Regions from separate parts of the Zea mays genome. Here region 1 is linked to region 2. Evidence: chromatin contacts called from public Hi-C data. All regions are on one chromosome and are shown on one strand. The core of a region is the stretch at or near the end of the contact, and the rest is flanking DNA. Distances in the headings are between cores, read along the strand shown. Region 1 has its middle 140 kb from the start of LOC103638238. Region 2 has its middle 90 kb from the start of LOC109942499.

Region 1 (6,248 bases), core at 1,940-4,439, 260 kb after region 2:
CACTACACTACTAACTTAACTACATTATTCTACTACTAACTACTACTACTACTATTGCTACGCTATACTAATATTTAAGTCGTCAACATTATGCCACCAGCCTTTCCATCGCCGCCATTGCTGTCGCCACCGCCGCCCTCGTCGTCGCCCTTCCCGTTGTCGTCGCCACCTTTGCAGTCGCCCTTGCCGTCATCTCCTTTGTCATCGCCGTCAGCGCCGCTGCCGCCGCCTTCGCCACCGTCGCCATCGCCGCTGCCCTCGTCACCATCGTCGCCACTGCCTTTGCCATCGTCATCGCCACTGCTGTCGTCGCCCTTGCTGCTGTCGACCTCGCTGTCGCTCCACTCCTAGTCAGAGGAGTCCTCCACCTCCTCCGAGATGTTCGACCCACCGAGCCCCACGCGCTCGATGGATCACTAGTATGCCCGCGCTGCGACGGACAGTCCCATAGAGTCATCCGAGTTTTCGAACGACGCCACGGGGGACGCCGGGGCAGGCGAGCGATCATATTTGGAGGTGACCTCCTCCGAGTACTCTGAGTCCCCGTAGTCCTCCGAGGGAGGACTTAGGGCACGCTTGCACTTCCCGTCAGCACGATGGGGCCATCTCTTACCTTTCTTGCCTCCGACCATGGTCGTGCAGAAGGAGGGGAAGTGAAGAGGAAAGAGAAGGCAAGTGATCAAGAACGAGTGGAGAAAGTAGCTGGGCCGGGCGGGCTATTTAAAGAGGCTAGGAGGCGACCGTCCACTTCCTACCCCGCTCACCGAACAGTCGCAAGAATTCAATAATCAATTCAAACCGCCTGGAAATGAGTCAAGCGTTTGGCGCCGTTTCGCGTAACATGGCACCGGGTGGAATCAAGTCAATCGCTCAGGCAAAGTATTACACCTCTCCATCATGTCAAGTTACTACTTTGGGACAACGCGATAGACACCTTTTACTGGGCACACACCCTTTGGGCACACCCATTGGGTGTACCGCCAAGATTCTTCAAGATTTTCTGAAGCGATGATACTGGCAACATATACGCAATGAATATACCGCGACAAAGGGGAAGACCGGCTAAAATGGGAGGAAGTCCAAATGTGGTTACCAAAGCACAAGTCCAATCAGCAGAGGCATTAAAGTACGCAGCCGAGTGGTGTCTAGCCTAGGGCTCCCTGTTTTGACTAGCTGGATCCCCAACTTGTCACCGATCAAATTGATTCCAGACCAAACAAGAAACGGACAGACGTCGTCACTGGGTTATCCCAAAAAATCATTTCAAAAGAATAAGATGAAGACCTTTGAATTAATTATTTCAAAAATCAACTCCAAACTCGGGGGCTACACCCATTGGGTGCACCTCCGGTGCACCCAATGGATTCACAATACTTTGGAACCAAGTGCTGATTTCAAAAGCATAAGAAGAAGACCTTTGAATTGATTATTTCAAAATCAACTCAAAGCTTGGGGGCTACACCCACTGGGTGCACCTTCGGTGCACCCAACGGATTCACAATACTTTGGAGCCAAGTGCTGATCTCAAAAGCATAAGATGAAGACCTTTGAATTGATTATTTCAAAATCAACTCAAAGCTCGGGAGCTACACCCAATGGGTGCACCTAAGGTGCACCCCATGGAGTTACAAACATTTCAAGTCATACGATGAGCCCATAAGCAAGGACCATGAACCTTTGAATCGATTATTTCAAAATCAACTGAAAGATTGGTGGCTTGTGGGGGATAGATATCCCCCGGGTCCACTTGAAGGCAAAAACTCCGCTTGGGGCCACATGCTAGTCGCCCCGCAAGAACGCCGCGTCGTGGGCCGGGCAAAGATAATGGTGGAAATTGGCCGACCCCAGGAAGGCGATGGGCTCACGCCCGGATTACTCGTGGCTTGGGCGTGATCTCGTTGAAGCTGTTCGCTTTTCCCGCGCCAGACATCCTCGAACACCGGGGATAGCTCGAAACGGAGGTGCCGGGTTTTCTTCGGGATTAGCGAAGTCTGGTCGCTATTAGCTAGGAGATAAGCTAGAAGAGTGTGATCAGCATGTACGCGGGAAGCGCCCTACGGTCATGTAAATAAGGCCTAGGGCGATCCCCGTCACTTTCATCTCATTAGCACCTCACCATTCGGTAGACACCACTTGTAAACACCCCCCTCATACAAAGTCACCCCAGGAAATAGGGTATTACGCTCCTCAAGTGGCCCGAACCTGCTGAAAATCGCTTGACTCTCTCTCTCTCTCATGCCCCCGGTACGAACCATCGAGTTACAATCCACGACACCGTCCTACTCAAAAGCACCGATAGTAACCTATTAGGTCACATTAGCTTAACCTAACTATGTCACGGTGATTATAAAGATAATTATTAGGTAAAGAAAGTGATTAATGACACTACTTGCCTTTTACTTGCGATTCCAGGTACTTCTCCAAAGTTGGGCGTTAAATTCCTGTCACCTCGCTTGTACTCATAGCCATACATACAATGTAGCATATAATGGATATGGTAACATTACACCAAAGCATATGAACAAACTGTGTAAGAATATTCTACGCGCTGCTATGATATCATAGGTTTGAGAACCACTACAATCAGTGTTATGGTTGAAAACATATGGTTTTATAAAGTTCTTAGGTGATTAAATAGTAAAAATATATTCTATGTTAACTAATATAATTCATGTGAGAAAGGTACAGAAATAACTAAGTTAACCTTAATACCAACTATAACTTGATTAGATATCATATTTTAGTTAGATTATAGATAGATCAAACCAAAATGACATATTAACATGGATTTCAAAAGTTATTCTACTGAACATAGGTTTAAACAAATTAGTTATATTTTTTGAAAATAGGCTAAATGATAAAATAAAGTTATTAAAGTGTAGGCAAATTCATTACGAAGATTACGTAACTTGAACGGATAAAAACGGAGTTAAAATGGATGAGATATGGATTAAACAAGTTTCTAGGTAGTTTGTTATTAAATTTATACCTAAAAATAACTTCCAGGGTTTAATTTGCAAAGTCCCAGTTTATTTTTATTTATTTTAATCAGTAAATGGACGGTGGGTTGTTTTTAAGAGAACTTGGGGTTTCTTTTGCAAGATGTTTAGGCCGAAGGGGTATCGGTTGATCTGCGTCGTCAGATCGAAAACTAGTGGCGCATATTAGAACGTCCCACTTAATAAACAGGCACGTGACCGGGACCGCCAGATCCTAGACCTACGGGCTACGGCTTAGATCGATAGCTCACATCACACCAGACCAAACCGATTTTCTATTTCTAATCTCAAACATCCAATACCAGATCAACGATCACGACTTCACCTCCTTTATTCTCTCTCATCGTCTACCCCATACACAGCGGTGCGGCGCCCCTTCCACGACAGTGCCATGCATAGCCGGGGGTTGGCTATGAGTTCCCCATTGAACCACCTTCGAATCTAAATCGTGCTACGCGTTGTTGAGACTAAGGCAAGTAGGTCTAGGGCCTTCTTACCGGAGTCAGGATGTCAGGGTACCCCGCTGACGTGTTCCGCGGCTCGACGGTGAAAAGCATGCTCCGTCGAGCAAGTGCTCCACGCTGGATCACCCTCCGTCCAAGTGCACTATGCTCCCGCCATCGGTGCATACCAGTGAACGACCTCGCCCATGCTCCGATGTCTAGCTGCAGCAGACCTTATTTTCAACGGTGGCATTGTTTCTTCAACTCCGGCGATTGATCTTGGCTGCACTAGTCACCCAACCAGCACAGGAAGACCTTATAAACGCGCGGCGTGCACCAGCGACCACACCTAACCGCACCCCGAGGACAAGTCTGCGACATAGCGTGATGTCGACATGTCGTCGACGTCGTCCCTTTTCTATCTTCTTTCTCTGATCTCTTGGTGGTTGCTGGTGTCTACATGGACTTGTGAACGGGGTGCAAGGGCTCATATTTATAAGGAGAAATTTGCTATTTTGCCACTCTCAATTTTGGCTGCCTGTTATTATGCCAAATGATAATGGCAAAATTGTCAATGGCTCGCTGGCGTGGGGGCTATGCGGCGCAGGCCGCGGGGGTGAAGGGCGTGGGCCAGGGGCACTGCGGCTTGCGGGTCTAGGCCATGGGGAGCGGCGAGCGGGCCGAGTGGCCGGCTTGGGCTGCTCGGTGGTTTTCCTTTTACCTCTTTTATTTCTCTCTCTTTTCCTTATCCTTTTTATTTTCATTTATTTAATTTTGAACTCGAGAGCACTCACAAATTAAATGAATGTTCATCAAACATATGCATCAAGCTAAAGAAATAAAATATGAGCTCCGGCATGATGCAACATTTCATAACTCCTCACTACCGGAATTTGGCTCTTTGCCGAGTGCCAAATTCTTTGCCGAGTGTTTTATTTCGGGCACTCGGCAAAGAGCTCTTTGCCGAGTGCCACACAAAAAACACTCGGTAAAAGAAAACACTCGGCGAAGAAGCTCTTTGCCGAGTGTTTTATTTTTGACACTCGGCAAAGAGTTTCTTTGCCGAGTGTCTTTTTTTGACACTCGGCAAAGAACTCTTTGCCGAGTGTCACAAATACAACACTCGGCAAAGAGCTCTTTGCCGAGTGTTTTTTCTCCAACACTAGGCAAAGACAATTTAAAAATCACATTTTAAAGTAGTAAATTAATTCAAATGAAAAAGTTTTCAACTACAAATTTGTATAACTCATCATGATGTACAATTTATATATTGAACATTTCTTCATATGACAAAATAAAAATAAATTTGTTCATAAAACCTATATCTCTCGTAGTTTATGAAACTACGAGAGAGACGTATAGAATTTGTGCATATTGTTAGAACCATCATCTGAGATAAACAAATTACCAAACAACCAAAATAAACTTTGTAGATCTTGAGAAGTTATAGAAGTTTATAGTTGACAACTTTTTCATTTAAAGTCATATTGTCAACGAAAACTACGTCTGAATTTAAAAAATTTAAAATTTGAATTTTGAAAACGACTTCGAAAGGAAAAACCACCAACATGAAAGTTGTAGGTATTGAAGAGTTATGAAACTTTGTAGTTGACAATGTTTTAGTTTGAAATCATCTTGGTATGCAAAACTATGTTTGAATTTTAAAATTTGAATTTTTCAAACTGTCTCGGATGGAAAAAACACCAAAATAAAAGTTGTAGGTCTTGAAATGTAATGAAACTTTGTAGTTGACAATTTTTTGATTTGAAATCATCTTATCATTGAAAATTTCGTGTGAAGTTTTTAAATTTAAAATTCAAATTTTATAAACGGTCTCGGATGTAGAAACTATTAAAATAAAACTTTTAGATCTCAAAAAGTTATGCAACTTTATAGTTGGTCACATTTTCAAATGAACTCATTTAGCGTCTTAAATAATCAAATTACTCTCGATTTGTTATAGTACATGGGGAATGGAAACGTAATATAAACATAATTGGTGTAGTAGTGTAGTGGTATAAGAGGGTATGCGCGAGAGAGAGGTTGCGAGTTCGAATCTCACCATTTACAAAACATATAAGTTTGATTCAAAATAATAGTGAAAAATGATAGAGCAACGGGTAAGGTAATAGGGTAGGGTTGGAGAGTTGTTCCTATAATTTAAAAAATGTTTTGCTGTTTTTTTTAATTTTTTCGATTCTTAATTTGTCGAGTGTTTTTCTTTGCCGAGTGCTTTTTGGCACTCGGCAAAGTCTTTGCCGAGTGTCCGAAAAAAAGCACTCGGCAAAGAACCCTTTGCCGATAAAATCTTTGCCGAGTGTTCTTTGCCGAGTGTTACACTCGGCAAAGCCTTTGCCGAGTGTAAAATAGCCTTTGCCGAGTGTCTTAGACACTCGGCAAAGAACGCGATTCCGGTAGTGCCTATAGGATTTTATTATTACATGGAACCAAAATAATATTCTCCACTCCTTTGAGAAAAAAAGAGAGAAGAGGGTAAGGAGAAAAGAAGGTAACACCTGAATTTTCATGGGCGTTAAGAAATTTTTATACCCAAAATTCAGGGTGTTACAATTACAAACTTGTCCTAAGATACTGTACATAGAGACTATATGATCCTATAGGGGCACCATCGTCTCTTCCCCTTATTCTTCATTGACATGTTCATAAGCGCCTTAACCGTGGAGCCAAAACTCTTAGCCTTGCTTTGTGTACGCGCCGTTCAAACAAAGGTTCTGAATGAAGTTGTATTTTGTTATCTCTTTGAAGCACATGAAACAGACTTCGAAACAGTTGGTAACTCTATAAT
Region 2 (6,635 bases), core at 3,339-5,838:
GGTTGATATCCGCAGGATATGGCATATCTTTTAACTCCTCTTTCTCAACCTTCATCAACTCTTGTCCAACTAAGTTTTGAAAGTTGAAAATTTCATCTTCCGAAGTGTCTTCGGCTATTTCCTTCTCCTTCTCAGGTACTGTAGCCATGGTTTCTTCAGCGGCTGCAGCAGCTTCTTCTGTGGTCATATCCAGAAGAATCTTGTCAATGTTAGAAAGTGTGCTTTCTAAATGTTCATCTTCGACTGTACCAGCTTTGGCAGCTGCAGCTTCAGTAGGAGCAGCTTCGGTGGCTGTTGCGCTCTCAACAGCTGGTGCCTTCGAAGCCGAAGCTGTTGGTGGTGTCCCTTCAATAACTTATGTCACTGTAACAATTCTTCGTTTTTTTCGGCCCAACTGCCTTCTTCGTTATCGAGGGCTCCTTTTCCTTCTGAAAAAGCTTCGTCAGATGCGGCCCCAGTGGACTTAGCTTGATAGGCAAAGATTTAGTCATTACCTTTAAGATTTTCCTCCAACGTCGGTGGCAAAAGGTGTTGCAGCAGTTTCTTCTTCTATATCAGTTGCCCTCTGCTTCAGAGTCGTAGCCTTTCTTTTCTTCAAAGCATTTGTCTTCGGTTCAGGCCTCAGCTTTTTCTTTTTCAGTTTTTCTTCATCATCTTTTTTCCGGACGCTAGCAACTCTCTTTCTTTTTTGTCCTTCGGCACCTCGGTCCATTTGCTCATAGTCGGGATACTCAAAGTCCAGAGCATCCATCACCCGGTTTAGCCTTCGCTTCGGGCGGGTGCCGAAGGCTGCAGTCATTAGTTGATCTTCTTTTTTAGAATAATTGCCAAGAATATCGTTGCACATGACTTCAATTGTATCTAGCCATTCTTGGCAAGGCACTTTGAAATGTTTCTTGAATTTATAATAGTAGGGCAACCGAACAAGTTCCCCCTTTTTCTTTTCTCCCTTGAGCTTCGGCATGTCCCACTCTTTCAAAGTTGGGAACACTCTAAAAGCCAAGAATTCTTGCACCAGATCCCTAGTGCCAATATGCTCCGCAATAACTCAAAATTCGCCCAGTGCAATTTGCCTTGGACTCTTCAGTGTCATGTTGCACTGGGGCCTAGTTTCTCCGAAGATTAATTCTAGCGGACTTTGGACCAGCTTCTCCTTTTCTTCATCAACTTTGACGTAAAACCATTCAGTCTTCCAGCCAGCTGGCCACTTGGTACGATAGCTGATAACTAAAAACTTTGTATTTTTGCGATAAGCAAAGTTGTAGCAGCCGAAGTTTTCATGCAGCCCATCTTCTCTAGCTTTTGTTTGATAATGAAGCTCGTGTATTCGGCAGAAGCCTTCGGCAAATGGTTCTACCCCTGGCTTCGGAGGGCCCAGATGTAAACACTAAGCCTAACGATGGTGTTAGGAGTTAGTTGATGAAGATAAATCCCAAACTTCTTCAAAACATCAGCAATCATCCCATTCATAGGAAATCTTAATCCCGCTTTAAAGAAACTTTTGAAGACTACCACCTCATTCTTTTCCGGCTTCGGAGTAATTTCCTCTCCGCCAAAACGAACCAGCTCCTTTTTGCTTCACTGAAGTAGCCTAGCTTCATCAGCTTAGACATATCACCTTCGGTAATGGTGGATTTCCCAAACTCCAGGTGGTTGGGTTTAGATGGCACGACGCTGTAATCATCTTCAGATTCAAGTCTCAACATCAACCCGCTCAGCTTCAGCGGCAGGTGCATCCTACGGTATTACCAGCCCTGACTGTTTCATCACTTCAGAAATTGGAGCGGTTTCGGCACCTTCGGCTTTCTCTCCGTCGCGAGTAACCTTAGCTGTTAAGCGTACCCTAACCATCTGATGATTGAATTTCTTGTCTTTTGACAAAGTTGAAATTTTTTTAGTTTTGCCGAAGCTCTTTTTTGTTGCGAAGCTCGAGCAAAATGAATAGCTTCGGTTGAGGATGCAGTAAACAAGCTTCGGCTATGGTCAAATTTTTGGCAGCAAAACAGTGTAATAGCAATGAATGTTGTAGTAACTTCACACCTACCCGTCTGTTTATATAGTACCGCAGGTGGGAAGGTGAATCGTCAAGTATTCCGCACCGGACGAACAGTTGCCCGCACCCACTGAATGGTGGGCCAGAGAGCTCGAGCAGATGAATCGCCAGGACGCGCGTTACCGCTGCATGGTGGGGCCACCTCGTGCTCAGGTTATTTTAATCGTTTCTCGGCAACGAGCTCAGGGAAGGTGTTTTTCAGATCTTCGGCATCTCGAAGCCTAGGAGACTTTTTCACGGATCAAGCTCGTTACGAAAAACGATCTAGCACCACGAAGGGGCTACTATTGGGGTATGCTTCGTAGCCAAAGATCCTGAAGGAAGAAACACCTTCGGCTAATCTTCTCGAAAGCAGTGCCGAAGCTATCACCCATGAAGCTTCGGCAAAGTGACATACCTCAAGACGAAGGAGTGAACCGACCTAAAAATTAAATGACCAATAGACCCATGATAGTTTGTGTCATGATTGTAATCGATTGAAAAGGATATAAATGTAATTTCACACAGGCTGCGTCCTGTGCCTATAAATAGATGAACAGTACCCCTGTACTGTTCACGCAATCTTGTAATCACTCGGACGCGACACTTGGATTATTGCCTTCTGTCAAGACGAAGGTATAAATGTGGTTAAATGTTATGTTTTAATATTTGAATTTGTATAATGAAATATATGAATAAGTTTATGTGTTTTAATACATTATACTTTCATGTTTTATATTTCGTCTTTCGTTATTTCATAACTCTAATTACGAAGGTATGACCTTCGTGATTCTTGCTCATGACCTTCGTCCGAAGTTCATTATACCCTAGGGGAGATAATGTTCCGATGGACGAAGGGCATTAACATTTAACATTTTATGTTGCCTTGTTCTATATTCAAAGCATTTGAGAACAAGTCCCCAACAAATTTCTTTCCAACCTTGGACTGCCAAATCCAATTGAAGGCAGAGGGAGGCTAGATTGACTGAAAAGTGTGGCTATAGAACTTGGATGAGCTGAAGGTAGTATTGCCCCATAGATAGGTCCATTTATCTTTAGCAGCTGTAGAATTCAGAAGATTGCTCATCAGTTCGTGGAAAGCCAGATATTCATGAGTGGCCTGAGGAGATTAAGGAGTATGGAAATTGTGCTCCATATCCATGTTGGCTAAAAAATCTTGAAGTGAGCATTCCTTTGTCTTGGCAACTATCAAGAAGTGAGTAAAATGCCCTAGAAGTCGGGTTGTTAGTCAGGTCTTATACTGAAAGCAGACTGACAGTGGTTTCTAATCAACCTTGGAGTCGATTTGTGCTTGATCCAGTGAGTAAATGACCAAGGTCTCTGTGACAAAGTCGAAGCTGGTATATAGGGGTACAACTTTGGTATAATCGACTTGGTGGCTTGCTGAATGAAAATCAAAGAAAAAGGGCCCTCGACTTGGTCTGTCAGGACACTGAATGAAGATGGTGATGGTACGGTGACTGAGAAAGATCAGAGGCGCCGGGCACTTCACCGATGATCCCACACCGTGATTCGCGCCCACCGGAAAAGATCTGGGAAGGGTCGTGAATGTGGTCTCTGGCACCGGTTCATCCATCGTGATTCGCTGGCCTGCGACGTGGCCGAGCGGTCGATGCCGTTGTGGCTCCTGGTCATCTCGGTTGCACCACGCCATAGACCATGTATCACATCATTGTAGGTCATGTAAAACAGCCAATTACCCCCTCCCAAACATTACACTCATTGAGCGCCACGTTTGGCGAACTCCAGTGACTCATCTTGACGTCACCATGAGTTCATCCCCGTCCAAAATTCAGAGCAACTGCAACCGGCCTCTATAAATTGAGTGCCCTTCCTGCTCCGCCTTCTTGTTACGCACCTAGAGAACCACTCCTCACCTCAAATCATCCACCATAGCTCGCGAATTCTAGATTTCCCCCAAAATCAGCCGAAACGCCGTCGTGAGGCATCATGTCGTGGCCAGCCATTCTCAGGTCCATTCACATCCCTCTGATCCATGTTTGTACACCCTCTGGTGCTAGTGAAACTCCTGGTCTCGGCCAATTGAACGCTACCGCACCGTAGCTTTGGGAACGTTGCATCGTCATCCGGCAACGCCATCGTGGACATGGCTCATGTCGACCGGTTGTTCCGGGGTGTCTCCGTCCAAGTTTGCGCGAGCACCATAGTCCTAGTATGTCACTGATTCGTTCCACGTCCCTGGATTGAACGCGACCGGCTTGGGAAAACCGGTAAGGGCACGCCAGTGATCTTGCTCCGCCGTTGTCGTGGGCAGCTACGAATTAATGATGCTCTGGTCGAATTAAGCTCGTGAGTGTGTTCGGGTAGCACCTGTGATGGTGTCCGTGTACTCGGCACCACCGGAATAGGTCACCGCCAGCGAGTACAGGCGACCCCGGCCAAGTATTTGATCGGTGCGCGGCCAGGGACTTGAATCGTGAAGAAATAGAAGTACGGGGGCCTATATGCGATTGTTAGTGAGACACAGGAATAGTGTTCAGGGACTATTTACTGGTTATTCAAATGGCTAGGGACCTTTGCGCAAAACAAAACGCGAGGACGCGGGCGCGTTCCGCCTGTCTGTGGGCCAGTCGGGCTGGATACGACCCGTTACTATTCACGTTTTAATCTTTTCTTTTTACTGACAACTTGGGAAATTCATAGGAAATAGTAGAAAATTGGTAAAATCGTGAGACTAATTTTGCTAGATTCATAAAATCGAGTAGTATTTAATAAAAAATAATTCCAAGATTTTTATCCCAAACCTAGAATTTTGTAGCATTTAAAGGTGCTTAAACCAAGCCTTTTAGAATTTTAGAAATAGTTTAATAATTACAAAAATCATAAAACTTTTTGGGTAGGGTTAATATGACGATTAGAGCCCTGAGTGAAGTTTGAAATAATTTGGACACTGTTTGACCAAAAATGCAATAACTAGCTTCATAGGATTAACTACTTAATACTAATCCTAAAGGAATGCCTAAGTAGAAAACCTTAGTGATTGGTTTGTATCGTGAAGGAAAGTTGTATTCAAGATGCAACTTACTATATTTCTATTATGTAACTGCATATTCATGACATAGCATAAACATTCATGTACATGTATTATCATGTATAGAACACGAGGAAGAAACCATAATAGAGGAAGAGGTTGTCTCCCAGACTGAGAATCCTTTAGCGGAGAACAACTTTTACTTTGATATCTGCGGTGTGGAAACAGAAACTCCTGCAACACAAGGCAAGCCCCAGTGCATTATCCTTTTTCCTTATTGTTTTAAAATCTTTATCACCTTATATGATGCATTAGGTGATAGGAATTATGTGATAAACAGTTGATGAATTTCCTTCCTTGGAAAATTGGTTACGATTCCTTGTTTGCCTGTTTTGTTTAAACAAGTTTTCTAATGCTTAGTCTTGCTATACAAAACAAAAGGTTTTGTTTTGAAAAAGGTGATGCTTCACACTGGATGGGAATTTTTACAAAGAAAAGACTTATGATGGTGGATCCATCATGGCCATGATGGGTTCAACATCTGAAAAGAGTACCTCTGCCAGGTACCAAACTTTGGGTTTTAAATGATAAAGACGAGACCGGGCGGGTGACTTGCACGAGAAGGAAGTCTCGGTGTAATGTCTCCGTTTGAGTCGGTTAAGGACTGAGCCGATATAGGCTTGATGATCGAGGACCTTTTAATTGGCCACATGCCTCATCATGGGTAAGCTTTGCCTTGGTCGGACCAATACCAGAAAGGCTACCACGCAATGGGAGTGGAGAGATGGCAAGAGTAGCATGTACCCTTCGTGACAAGAGGTTGGACGGTGGAGTATATGTGCTCTCGGTTGGCGTGAACCCATTCTGGTCTTGAGAAACCCGAGTGCGAGTTGACATATGCAAGGGTTAAGTGCTACATATGTCGTGTGGTTGGAGATCCCTAGCTAGGTATTAATTGATTCAGATCACCATTTCTTCTCGGACATGAAGACTTGGTCACTTCCCTACATGTAGCAACAAGTGAACAGAAGGGGTGATAAAAAGATGGCTAGTATAGGCCAAGTGCTTGATCTAAGAATATAAAGGAATCTAGATGCATGTAATTACTTAACCTGATAAGTAAAATGAATTTTTAAGGATCCACTTATAGTAAGCTTTTCTGCAAAAAGAGTCTTTGAATTATGATAAGGTTTACCTTGATTCCCAAATGCTAGCATATCCTTGAGAGTCTTTTTCCTTTGATGGGTAAGACTTGCGAAAGTACACTCATACTCAGGGTTTTCAAACCCATGTTGTTGTAGGTGATGAAACTGATGAGTTCTGTTGTTTTTGTTCCAAGGTGGTTCTAAAGCAGGAGGAAAAAAACTAAGACCTACCCCGGGAAGGTGTTTTGCCTTCCTATGATGTAATAATAAGTTTAAGCACTCAGTACCCGTTATGTAATAATCAACTCTTTCTATATTTTACTTATGAATGTAAACTATGTTATTGTAATCCTTTTCGCTTACTTTGATGATGTGTAATGTCTACGTTATGGGATAAGAGCTCTTGGACGATATGATGGAGGTACAGGTAACCGAACCTGCCGAG

Evidence for each region. Hi-C and Micro-C count contacts between places; a contact is called where the count stands out from the background.
Region 1: a contact with region 2 is called in a Hi-C map of ear, with 4 times the contacts expected there. The contact joins two enhancer-like sites. A contact is called at or near these places in 2 of 25 Hi-C or Micro-C datasets (both in ear).

Annotation. Positions count from the first base shown.
Region 1 is chr9:35,296,467-35,302,714 of Zm-B73-REFERENCE-NAM-5.0, forward strand. No RefSeq gene overlaps it. Among protein-coding and RNA genes, the nearest start is that of LOC103638238, 140 kb to the left of the region's middle. Within about 2 kb of position 3,190, at least 16 of the 20 cell types and tissues checked have an H3K27ac peak or open chromatin away from gene starts, as enhancers often do. A contact at or near this core is called in ear, where this site is marked.
Region 2 is chr9:35,031,648-35,038,282 of Zm-B73-REFERENCE-NAM-5.0, forward strand. No RefSeq gene overlaps it. Among protein-coding and RNA genes, the nearest start is that of LOC109942499, 90 kb to the right of the region's middle. Within about 2 kb of position 4,589, at least 15 of the 20 cell types and tissues checked have an H3K27ac peak or open chromatin away from gene starts, as enhancers often do. A contact at or near this core is called in ear, where this site is marked.